2 separate regions of the Sus scrofa genome follow, and region 1 is linked to region 2. The links are chromatin contacts, called in public Hi-C maps. All regions are on one chromosome and are shown on one strand. The core of a region is the stretch at or near the end of the contact, and the rest is flanking DNA. Distances in the headings are between cores, read along the strand shown.

Region 1 (6,182 bases), core at 2,860-5,359, 150 kb after region 2:
CGTCATGAGGGTGGGTGGGGCCTTCGTGAATGGGATTAGTGCCCTTTTGGAAGATTCCTCAGGGATACCCTTTGTCTCTTTCACCACGTGAGGACACAGCAGGAGATGGTCATCTGTGATCCAGGAAGCAGGCCTTCATCAGACACAGAATCTTGGACTTTCCAGCCTCCAGAACCATGAGAAATAAGCTTCTGTTCTCAGCCAGCCAGTCTGTGGTATTTTGTTATAGCAGCCTAAGCTGACTGGGCCAATGTCCTTGCCTTTTAAACAGCTTCTGAAGAAGGCCTACATTCCTTGGCTCATGGCCCCCTTCTTCCATCCTTAAGCCAAGACTGGTATCTTCTATAATCACATCTCCCTCTGACTTACCCTCTTGCCTTTCTTTTAAGGACCCTTGTGGCTCTACTGGGCCTGCTTGGACTAATCCAGGATAATCTCCCTATTTCAAGATCAAGGATTCACACTTGGAATTCCATCTGAAGCCTTAATTCACCTTTACCAAGTAACCTAACACATTCAGAGGTTGCCTGGAAAAGGATGTGGGCACTACAGCAGACCTAGAATAATTATATAACCTCCAAGAGTCCATTTGCTTATGAAGAAAAGTTCCTAAGGTTTTCTGGTTGGAACAGGGATTGAGGATGGTGATTATCGCAGTCATCTAATTGCTGGGTAAAAAATTACCCCAAAGCTTAGTGGCATAAAATATCATCTCACATCCCATCTGAGGATCAGAAATTTGTAGGTAGCTTAGCGGAATGGTCTCATGCAGGGCCCTTTGTAAATGTGCAGTCAAGATACCAGCCCAGGCTCCAATCATCTGAAAGACTGGGTGGGGCTGAAAGTTTCCAAGACAACTTGCTCGGTGGCTGTGGGCAGGAGGCCTCAGTTCCTGGCCTCTGGGCCCCTCCAGAGGGCTGCTTGAGTGTCCTCACAACATGGCAGCCAGCTCTCTCTAGACAGAGTGATCCAAGAGTGCAAAACAAAAGCTACAATTTGATTTTTAGTTATTTATTTATTTTTCTCTTTTTTTGGCCGCCTCACAGCATATGGCGTTCCCAGGCCAGGGATCCTTTAACCAAAGGATCAACACCTGAGATCAACACCAGATTCTTTAACCACAGGAAGCCACCTGTTGAGGGTGGTAGAGCCTCCCCACCACCCCTGGATCACTCACCTCAGAAGAAATACTTGTTATTTCTGTGGCAATGTATCTTTGGATGGCTGTGTTACATCATCAGAGCAACCATGAAAGAGTTTAAAGTTGTAGGTTCTTTGGTTGCCCTCATAAGAAAATTGACATAATACAGAGTAACAGGAGAAAAATTAATTTTGTACATGCAGGAGCCCCCATAAAAAAAGATGAGACTCAAATGCAGTCAGGCAACTGAGGCTTATATACTATCCTGAGCTAAGGAAAGCCATGGGGACCTGGGGCTCCAAAGAGGAGGAGGGCCAATCACAGGAAGATAAGAGCAGAAGGTTGGCAATCAGATGTTTGCCCTGCCATGCAGGTAAGTCTCAGATTTTTTTAAGTTATCTCTGGTAATAGTTCTCTTTCTGGTTCAAGTCCCCCATCTAAATTCTTTTAGGGAGTTCCCATTGTGGCTCAGCAGGTTAAGAACCCAACATAGTGTCCGTGAGGATTCGGGTTCAATCCCTGGCCTCACTCAGTGGGTTAAGCTGTGGCATAGACTGCAGATGCGGCTCAGATCCTGTGTCACTATGGCTGTGGTGTAGACCACAGCTGCAGCTCCAGTCCAACCACTGGCCTGGGAACTTCCATATGCCACAGGTGTGACCATAAAAGAAAAAAAAAAAAAAAAGATAAAAAGCACAGATCAAGCCCAGGCCCAGGTCAGGACTTCTACCTCCCACAGTATTCTAAACCTTGAGGTCCATCCGTGTGGTGGGTTTGGCAGCTCTGATTCATCCTAAATGAAATTAGCATTTATTATTTTTTTTTAAGGACTGCACCCTCAGCATATGGAAATTCCCAGGCCAGGGGCTGAATCTGAGCTGCAGCTGCCGCCCTACATCACAACCACAGCAACTCTGGATCCTTAACCCCCTGAGCGAGGCCAGGGATCAAACCCACATCGTCATGGATACTAGTCGGGTTTGTAACCTGCTGAGCCATAATGGGAAAGTTTTTGTTTGTTTGTTTTTAAGCATCATTTTAAAATACAGTGACCAAGCATCCTAGAGAAAGGCCATCCAGTGAATTCCTGACTGACCATTGCAGTTCTCTGCAACACCTCCCAGATGGAGGGTGAGCTGGGTCTCTTGGGGCCAAGGCTGAAAAGCCAGGACAGAGGAAGAAGGAGTCCCCCAATACCATCCAACCTGCTGCTGCAAAGCTGCTGGGGCCTGCTGCCTTTACCCGGTCTTTCAAGGGTCGCTGGCCTGGGGCTCCAGGAGCATTCAGTGGGATTCCAGCTTAGGCTTTTCTGGTGAGCAGCTTGCTTTTTCAGAGTCTTGGATTTTTATATTTTTCAGGATAGTTTTAAACCACCTGGTAAAGTCCTTTTTTCTTTTTCATTAACAAAAGAAAAAAATTTCCCCGCCATTGAGTTCCAGTCACTGGAGCTCCCAGGACAACCCCGGGGACCCCTGTCCTCCCTCCCCAGGGCTTTTTGCTCACCTCATGTGCCAGGAAGGGAAGGAGCTTTCATGTCTTTTTGTTTTAGTTTGTTTTCCTGAAGATCCTTCTTGGCACTTTAACAGAACTCTGGTGTCTGGTGAGTTATTAGAGGAAATATATTTTAAATATATATATTAAATATTAATATCAATAATATTAATAATAATAAATAGTTGGTGTTGTTAATACTTAATAATATTAAAATATTAAATCTTTAGTATATTATATTGATTATATTAATATATCTTCCATGGTTCTCGGCACAGAGCTGCTGAGCCCCTTGTAATTTCCTAAGTGATACGAGCACTAAGAGCATCTTTTGTTCTATTATTTGGTCTTTGACCCTGGTTCCTGGGTCTGCGCTTCTAGAGCCCTTGGAATTTCCTGGGTGATAGAAGCGTCTTTGGTTCTAAGGAGACCACTCTGGGTGGGCTCCTGGATGGGAGCTTGTCACCAGAAAGACCAGCCATGATTAGAAGCTTGGATTTTCCAGCTCCCTCCGCCCATTCTCTAGAGAGGGCAGAGGGTCTGGAAATGGAGTTAATAATTGAACATTCTACAGAAAGGAGGGCAGAGGTGCTGGAAATGGAAATAATAATTGGTCTTGCCTGTGTAAGGAGGCCTCCCCCAAACCCCCAGTGGTATGGGGGTGTGGAGCGCTTCCAGGCTGGTAAACACAAGGGCAGGGAGACTGATGCACCTGCACAGGGCATGGAAGCTCCACAGCCCTCCCCACATACCTGGCCCACTACCTCCCTTCCAGCGGGATGTTCACCTGTATCCTGCATCATATCCCTTTGTAATAAACCGCTGAGCAGTAAGTAAAGTGTTCTCCTGAGTTCTGTGAACCGCTCTAGCAAATTAATCAAATCAGAAGAGGGGATCATGGGGATCTCCTATTTACAGCTGATCAGTCAGAAGCACAGGTGACAACCTGCACTTGGGATCAGCCTGGGAGAAGCAGAGGGCAGTCTTGAGGGACATTGCCCTTAACCTGTGGGACCTGACACTTTCTTTAGATAGTGCAGAATTGAGTAAAACTGTAGGACACAGAATTTCGGGGGGGATGGAGGGGACACCATATATTTGGTCCCGGAACTGTCAGCAGTGAAGTGTTCCATGTGAGACATAAAAGAGAAATACAGGCAGGAAAGACTGTGTTTTTCAAATGCACAGCCATAGAAAACGAACTGGAGGACCCCCAACCATCTCTTGCAGCTCCATTAGTCTATACTAGCCCAGGACTCCGACTCCCAGATCACTCAGGGAGCAGCCAGGCTGAGCCAGGGTACCACCTGCCTACTAGGGTGCCGTCACCTAGAACCAGTCTCTCTGCTGCTCACTGCTTTTCAAATCGTCCAAGTGCAGTCTACTGCTTTTTAAACGTCCCGAATGCACAAAAACCCATTTTATTTGGAGACTTGGGCATAACGGCCCACCCATGGGATAAAGGGATTGTGCTTTTGACACCAAAGACATACGAAACGATAGTGAAACTAATCACAGCCGGCACTACACAGGCGCCCAGCAGCAACCTGCCTAAATGGGAAAATTTCCAAGGAATAGCGGGCAGAGACCCTTGGTCACGACAGGAAGAGGTAGGGCGCCAGGGGTATTGTGACATGCTCCAGGGAAGGGCAGCATTTCCCTTGGCCATCGGAGGACTGGGCCCAGAGGGACAAGGGAGCCGGACCGGACATGGAGCCTGGGGCTCAGCCCTCCGGAGCCCCGGGGGAGGGGAAGGCCGAGCCTCAGCAAGAGGCGCCTGTCCAGGCCATCGAGGGCCACGGCCAGGTAGTGCTGCTGAGCGAGCTCTGGAAGCAGGATGAGTGCTGCGTAACCCTGCAGAACGTTCTGGAGCAGGACATGACCGGTCGGCCGGCCCGACCCTCGTCCACTCGAGCCACGAGCGGCCACAGCAGCTCCAGTAACTGCTCCAGGCGGCAGCCCAAGCGCTCCCGAGACAGCTCGTGGAGATGCGCCGACTGCCCGGCCGCCAAGTCCCAGCGCTGCACGCAGGAGCACAGCAAGACCAGGGACCCGCGGGACTGCAAGTGCGAGGCGGCTCCGGCTCCGGCTGCGGCAGGGACCTCGGGCTCCGAGTCGGCGGAGGACTCGGGGTCCGACTGCCAGAACCCCAGGCAGCCGCGGACGTCGGCCGGGCCCCGCGCGCGGCTGCTCCTGGTGCTGTGCCGCGCGTCCGCGCTGCGCTCGCAGCTGCCGCGGCTGCAGCTGCTCCTGCAGCAAGTGCGCGCCCGGGACCGCCGCCCGCCCGTCGCGCTCGTCGGGATCATCGTGCAGCCACGGCACGACGAGGAGGCGGAGGCGCGGCGCCGTATGGAGGCCCTGCTGTGCGGCGCCTTCGCCCCGCACAGCCCCGCGGTGGAGGTGCACACGGCCGTGTTCCGCCCCAGCTGCCGGGAGGGCGCCCTGGACATCCAGCGCGCCACCTGCGGAGCGCGCAAGGTCGCGGCACGGGGTTGCGTCCCCCTCGTGGATCGGGCGACTCAGACGGATGGTGAGGGGCCCGAGGGCGGGGGGTGGGAACGCCAGGTTGCCCCCGCGTGTCCCCGGGTGGGAAACTTTAAATACGGAGGGAGTCTCCTGACCCCGCTGGTCCCAAGTAGTGGACAAATGCTCTATGTCACGGTCCCCTGTCCTCACTCCTCCACTTACACCGTTGGGGGTAAAGATGACCTAGACTCACCCCAGGTGTCTCTCGGGCCCAAAATGTGCTAATTAATTTGTATTGAAACCTCCCACCTACCGACCCGACTCCCTTCCCTTTGACCACTGCCCCTAATAATCAAGCCTTTCTAAAGTAAGGATTTGGGAGTTTGCAGTTTGGGAGCCCGTTCCCTCCTCGCCACATCCCCTCCTCCTTGCTTGGTTCTTTAGTCTTCTCCTCCAAGGGATCACAACTGCAATAAAAAACGCATGCCTCCCCCGAGCCAGACGCTGCTCTAAGGGCTTTTCCAGACGTATCCTCACAACAACCCTCTAAGGAAGACGCTGGGTTAGAGCAGCCACTGGTGGTCAGGTGCTTATCCGCAGCCCTTGAGATCTTTCCCATCAGGGGATCCAGGCCTGTGGCCCCAGCAGGTTACTCTGTGGGCTTGAGGGCCCCAGCGGTGGGCTCTTAAACGGGCTCCAAGTGCCTCTGTCTCCCAGAGCCCCTCCGTGGGGCAGGGGTAGAGTGGAAGGGCATACTCTGGGCGCAGTGGTCCAAAGCCCGGTTACTGGAGGCTCTGCCACCCTTCTGTAGGCCACCAGAGCAAGATGTCCTCTCTTCCGATTAGCTGCCCTCCTGACATGTGGAGGTGAAGGGCCAGTTGGTATCTGTGGTGCCACCCAGCTCTAAGATCCTAGTTTCAGGACGAGCAGTGACAGGCTTGTTCTGGGTGCCCAGGGTGCATCCAGAGGGTCAGGGACTTTTTGGTCAGGACCTCACCCTGACTGCCGAATTTTGCATCCCTTTAGACTCATTCTTCTCTCTCTCCTAAAGAGTCAACAAGGGGACCCCATGGCTGGCATGCCT
Region 2 (5,628 bases), core at 925-3,424:
ACCTAAACTCACGCAGGCCCACTCCCCACCCCTAACCCCCTGACTCTGGGCTCTGGTTGCTCAACAATCGTCCTAATCAGGAGTTCTCTTGTGGTGCAGTGGTTTAAGGATCTGATGTTGTTGCTGCCAAGGCTTGGGTCACTGCTGTGGCTCACATTCGATCCCTGGCCCAGGAACTTCCACATGCCATGGACACAGCCAAAAAATAGCCCCAGTCATCCCTGATTCCTTACCTTTTTTTTTTTTTTTTTTTCTTTTTTTAAGTGAGAATTGCAATGATTTTTTATTTTATTTTTTTTTTATTTTACTTATTTTGCTTTTCAGAGCTGCACCCACAGCATATGGAAGTTCCAAGGCTGGGGTCAAATCGGAGCTTTAGCTGCTGGCCTACACCACAGCCACACAGGATCCGAGCCATGTCTGTGACCTACACCACAGCTCACAGCAACGCCGGATCCTTAACCCTCTGAGCGAGGCCAGGGATCGAACCCGCAACCTTATGATTCCTAGTGGGATTCATTTCAGTTGCGCCACGATGGGAACTACCCTGATTCTTTACCTTGTCTCTCACCTCCTCCACCCATCCAGCCGACAGTGAAGCCTGTTGGTTCTGCTTCAATGCTTTAGTCTCAAGGTTTCGCGTCCAAAATCCTTGGAATGATTATAACAAGCCTTGTAAAATTATGAGAAAGCTTGTTGCCCTTCTTAGGAAATAGAAATTCAAGTGTATGCTGATGCAGCACAGAGTAAGTATCGATTTAATTTATTTTTGTGGTAACTGGCAGATAAATATTTCTTGTCTCCATCTAAGTCTTCGTAAAGCACCCGTGTCAAGAGATTCATTCAAGGTTCTTTGTTAACTGTCAAAAATCCTCATTAATATTGACTGAGTGATTATCAAGGGTTTTACAAGGGCTGACTTAATCCTTACAACACTCACATGGATATAGGCCCTCTGGTATCCTGATTTTATAGATGAGGCCATGGAGGCACAGAGAGGTTAAGCCACTCAGCCAAGGCCACAGAGCAGTCAGAAGCAGAGCCAAAAGTGTACCCGGCAGGCAGCATCTCTTTTCTTCAGTCTTACTCTGCATCCTCTTCTACGTGCCTGCCTTCCTCCAAAATTGTCCGCAGCAGATGGGAGAAGGCAGCAATGGCAAAAGGGGTCTCAGACTCTCACCCACTTTGACCAACCTACGGTTTATACTAAACCCCCAGCAGAAGAGGCAGTTTGTCTGCCGCCTTCCTCACAGGTCACAGGAACTCTGAGGCAGGGCTCAGAGAAGCTTGCCAACCTGCCATGAATGTGCCACCCTGGCTTGTGGGGAAGGGGGTTGGGGGTGGGGAGGTGCAGTTCTAGATAAAAAGCTCATTCTGATCCAGAGTGTCTGGAGTGGCGCCTGAGATTCTGCTTTTAAGAAGCTCCCAGGGTCTTGGGGCCCCAGGACCACACCTGGAGGAGCAAGAGAGGGCAGGTGACAGCTGCAGGTGCTGAGAACCAAGTGTAGGTTACCCAGCTCCTGGGGCTGGCGGCAGAAAGGGCTGCAGGGAGGCCTAGCCGGGCAAGTGAGTAAAGAAGAGAAGCACCAGCAGGTGTTCGGGTTTGAGGATAAGGGAAGGCAGGGGCCCGGGCCTGGCTGGGGCTGGGGCTGGGGCTGGGGTCTCTGAAAGCTCATTGAGGCCACCCCTGGAGGCTGTGGCCACTAGAGAGGCCTGGGGCCTTGGGCGGCGGAATGGACCAGCCTCAGGGGCCAGAGGACTGAGTTAGGCCTGGACCCAGCTCCCAGAGGGGCATCAGCACGGCCAGCCAGAGAGGGCGCGGGTCCGGGCTCAGCGGAAGAGCCATCCTGGGCGCCACAGTGTGTTGCCAGCCCCTCGCCGTGACAGCTCATCTGCATCCCCTCCAATCAGAAGCTTCTCCGGATCAGGAATCGAGTGGAGGCTGTCACTCACCTTTATGTCCTCAGCCCTCCCTCGAGGCTCAGCGAGAGCTACATCCCCCGCCCCGGGCGGCAGGACCCGCACATTTCTAGGGGGCGCCGTTCCCATCCGGATGCTCGCCAGGTTAATCGAGTTATGGCAACGGTTCTCCAGCAGATGGCAGCCAAGCGCCCCGGGGAAGGAGCGCTTTTGTTGGACGCCCCGCAAACACCCTGCGGCCGCCTCTCTCTGACCCGAGGAATAAACAGAACCCCGCTGCCGCCCCCGCCGGTGGGGCCTGGGTGCCCAGACGTGCTGAAGAGGGAGACAGCTGCCCACCCACCCTGGGAACTTGAGGTCTCCTGGGTCTCGAAGCTGACAGCTTGTGCTGGAGCAACTACGAACCGGCCTTAAAGATGACCCAGGCTCTGGCGATGGGGACAGCCCTCCCTGCCGTCCGCGAGGGCCACGTGCCCCCACCACTTGGAGGACATTCCCCAGCTGGCACGGCTGGTGGTTTTGAGTCTGACTGGTAGCAGCTTCCCGCGCTGCCACGGGGGCAGCAATCTCCTTCCTGCTGAGATGCAGGCAGACAGGCCTGAGAGGGAGCACGGTTCCCGCACCAGCCCGCGTGGGTGCACCACAGAGGGGACCAGGGCTGGGCCCGGGGAAGCACGCGAGCGCCGGCCGCTGCTCCTGCTGTCCCAGGTTCACTGGGCCGCTCACAAGACGCAGCCGGAAGCAGCTGGGAATGGGATCCGTCCGCTCCCCGCGTGTCAGCCCCTCGGCCCATGAGCACAGCACCCAGCTCGAAGATTGGTGAGCAGGAGATAAAGATCCGGAATCCTTGGTGTCTTCCTGACACGGACCAGGCCGGGACATCCCACCCCGGATGTGAGAAGAACTCACCCTTGTTCGATCCAGCCACACCCCGGGGTTCCTGTCCCATGTGTCCAAACGCCACTCTAGGAAAGGAAGCCTGCCAGCCGCTGCAGGAGGCGTTCAAGGCACAGCAGGAGCAGGCAGTGGGACAGGGGAGTGGGCTGTTCAAGGGACACCCCCCCAAAGTGACTGCTTCCTGACGTGGAGGGGAAGCCCACTGGGGCCAGTATGGCTGAAAATCCTTTTTCCCTCATGTAGGATGTTGGACTTTGACCCAGATGTCTTGGTCCGTTCAGGCTGTTATAACAAAATTCTAGAGACGGGGTGGCTCACAGATAGCATTTCTCACAGTTCTGGAGGCTGGAAGTCTGAGCTCAGGATGCCAGCAGGTGAGTTCTGGTGAGCGCCCTCTTACTACTGAAAGTCCCCTCCCTCCCTGGATCCGGACGCGCAGAAAGCCAGGGAAGGAGCTCTCTGGGTCTCCTTTATAAGGGCACTGATCCCACTGGGGAACACTCCACCTCATGACCTAGTCACCCCCCAAGGACCCCCCCCACCTCCTAACACCGTCACACTGGGGGCTAGGACTTCAACATATGAATTTGGGGGCGACACACAGGTATAATCCATAACACCAGACCTGCACTTGTGAAGGTCAGAGGTTTAATAACGCTCAGTGAAAAGATCTGTCAATTTAAATATTACTCTATGTTGAAAATGTGTAAAACACAAAGTCAAGTTCATATGGGAGTTTAAGTGAAAATGCAGGAACATGCATTTCCTCTCTCCTTCATCTCCTTATCTATGTTGGGGGGGGGGACGTAAGACCCCCTCCCCCCTCCTTAGACTTTCTATGAGGATGAAACATGCCAATGTGGATGAGGACCTAGGAGCATGCCCAGTACATAGTAGGCCCTCAATAAATATTTGCTCAGAAAAACCATTAGCTGTCACATTTTTAACAATGTCCTTCAGAATAATTCTGCCTTGTCTTGAGGCATCACCAGTGTTTGATGGATAAAAGCAAATTCACTTCCTTGACATTTGCTGTGCTAGGAACATCCCAGCACCTGCCCCTCCAAAGGCCACCATGCTTTGTCATCGCCACTCTAACTACTGGTTGTTGAACACTGCCTGCCTGCCAGGCATGGGGCTGAGGGCCTCTGTGCATCAGCTCATTTAATCCTCACAACAGCCCTACGAGGTCAGGACTGAAAGAGCAGTAAAACAGAGTGGTCGACCCTATTTATTCTACAGTTCAACACACCCGGTGGAAAGTCCAGATTTGACCTCTGCTTCCAGCCACGGTTTGGAAGGTCACAAAAGACTTTATTCCTGTGGTAAGAAGAAGGAAAACAAAATCATGAAAATAGGTTTCCATGAAGCTAGCAAAAAAGATGATAGACACAAGGACGTCTTGATGGACTTTCCAAGAGGACTGAGGCTTTCATAAGCGAAAGGGAAACTGAGGCAGCTTCCATAACCTTGAGGTGAAGCCTGGTCTGAGTGAGAGCAATCCTGCAAAGATTTGCTCCTTGCAAAGATAAGGGGAAATCAGCCAGATCTTGGGAAACAGAGTGGGCTGTGATGCACTTGGAAGAGCCCCAAACACAAGGACATATCACTTGGCCCAGAAGTTTCCTCCTGTGGGTTTTGCCAAGAAAACAGCAATAGGGTAGAGGATGGTAAGTCAAAGAAAACAGCATAATCCCAAACATTCTTGTCATGATTGGATTCTGAGGCTCTGCCAGAGCTGAAGCCAAAGATGTACCAAAAATATCTGAAACTGGAGTTTCCATTGTGGCTCAGTGGTAACGAACCCAACTCATGGTATCCATGAGGACACAGATTTGATCCCTGGCCTCGATCAATGGGTTAAGGATCTAACGTTGCTATGAGCCACGGTGTAGGCCACAGGTGTTGCTCGGATCTGGCATTGCTGTGGCTGTGGTGTAGGCTGGACCACAGCTCTGATTCGATCCCTAGCCTGGGAACTTCCATATGCCGCAGGAGCAGCCCTAAAAAGAAAAAAATTAAAATTAAAAAGGTATACTAAAAATATTTCTTTAACACAAAAGGAAGGAGTAATTTGAGAAACAGGAACAAAAAGACATACAGAAAACAAATAACAAAATTGCAAATATAAATCCAAACATGTTAATGATTACATTAAATGTGAATGGTCTAAACACCTCAATCAAAAGGCAGATATTATCTGGGTGAAGAAGCCAGATCCAGCCAGATTCTACGGGAGACTCACCTTAGACTTAAAGACACAAATAGGTTGGAAGTAAAAAGATGGAGAAAGATAAACCATGCAATTATAAACCTACCATGTCACCTAGCAACTGCACCCCAAAGAATCTTCCCCATAAACATGAAAAGATGTTTCCACCCAATAAAAATGAAACCATATGCCCCAAACCATGGGCCTGAGTGTTCATTATTCATAACAATGAAAATCTTGAAAGAATCCAAATGTCCAACAACCAGTGAACATATAAGCAAAACTTGGCAGACTCATACATTGAGATATTGCTCAGTAGTTCAAAAGAAAAATGCTGATATAAGCTGCTACATGGATGAACCTGGAAAACAGGCTAGTTGAAAGAATCCAGACAGAGGACTACACATTGTATATCGTTGATATGAAATGTCCCAAATTTAAAATGCATGAGGCAGAAAGCAGATCAGTGATTGCTGAGAGGTACAGATGGAAGCAAGGATGAATTGCAAGTGGCATGAAGGAACATTTTAAGGTGACTAAAATATTCGAACCCTGGACTGTGAAGATGGTTGTTCCGTCCTACAGATTTGCCAAAAAAA

What was found. Hi-C and Micro-C count contacts between places; a contact is called where the count stands out from the background.
Region 1: a Hi-C map of retroperitoneal adipose tissue shows a contact between it and region 2, with 2.0 times the contacts expected there. The contact joins two enhancer-like sites. A contact is called at or near these places in 1 of 5 promoter capture datasets (fetal skeletal muscle), 24 of 47 Hi-C or Micro-C datasets (adipocytes, alveolar macrophages, blood and 15 more) and 1 of 2 datasets of contacts at active chromatin or transcription factors (alveolar macrophages).

What each region holds. Positions count from the first base shown.
Region 1 is chr15:131,734,027-131,740,208 of Sscrofa11.1, forward strand. No RefSeq gene overlaps it. Among named protein-coding and RNA genes, the nearest start is that of SPATA3, 6.4 kb to the right of the region's middle. Within about 2 kb of position 4,110, at least 12 of the 83 cell types and tissues checked have an H3K27ac peak or open chromatin away from gene starts, as enhancers often do. A contact at or near this core is called in retroperitoneal adipose tissue and undifferentiated spermatogonia, where this site is marked.
Region 2 is chr15:131,589,992-131,595,619 of Sscrofa11.1, forward strand. No RefSeq gene overlaps it. Among named protein-coding and RNA genes, the nearest start is that of ITM2C, 22 kb to the right of the region's middle. Within about 2 kb of position 2,175, at least 18 of the 83 cell types and tissues checked have an H3K27ac peak or open chromatin away from gene starts, as enhancers often do. A contact at or near this core is called in retroperitoneal adipose tissue and undifferentiated spermatogonia, where this site is marked.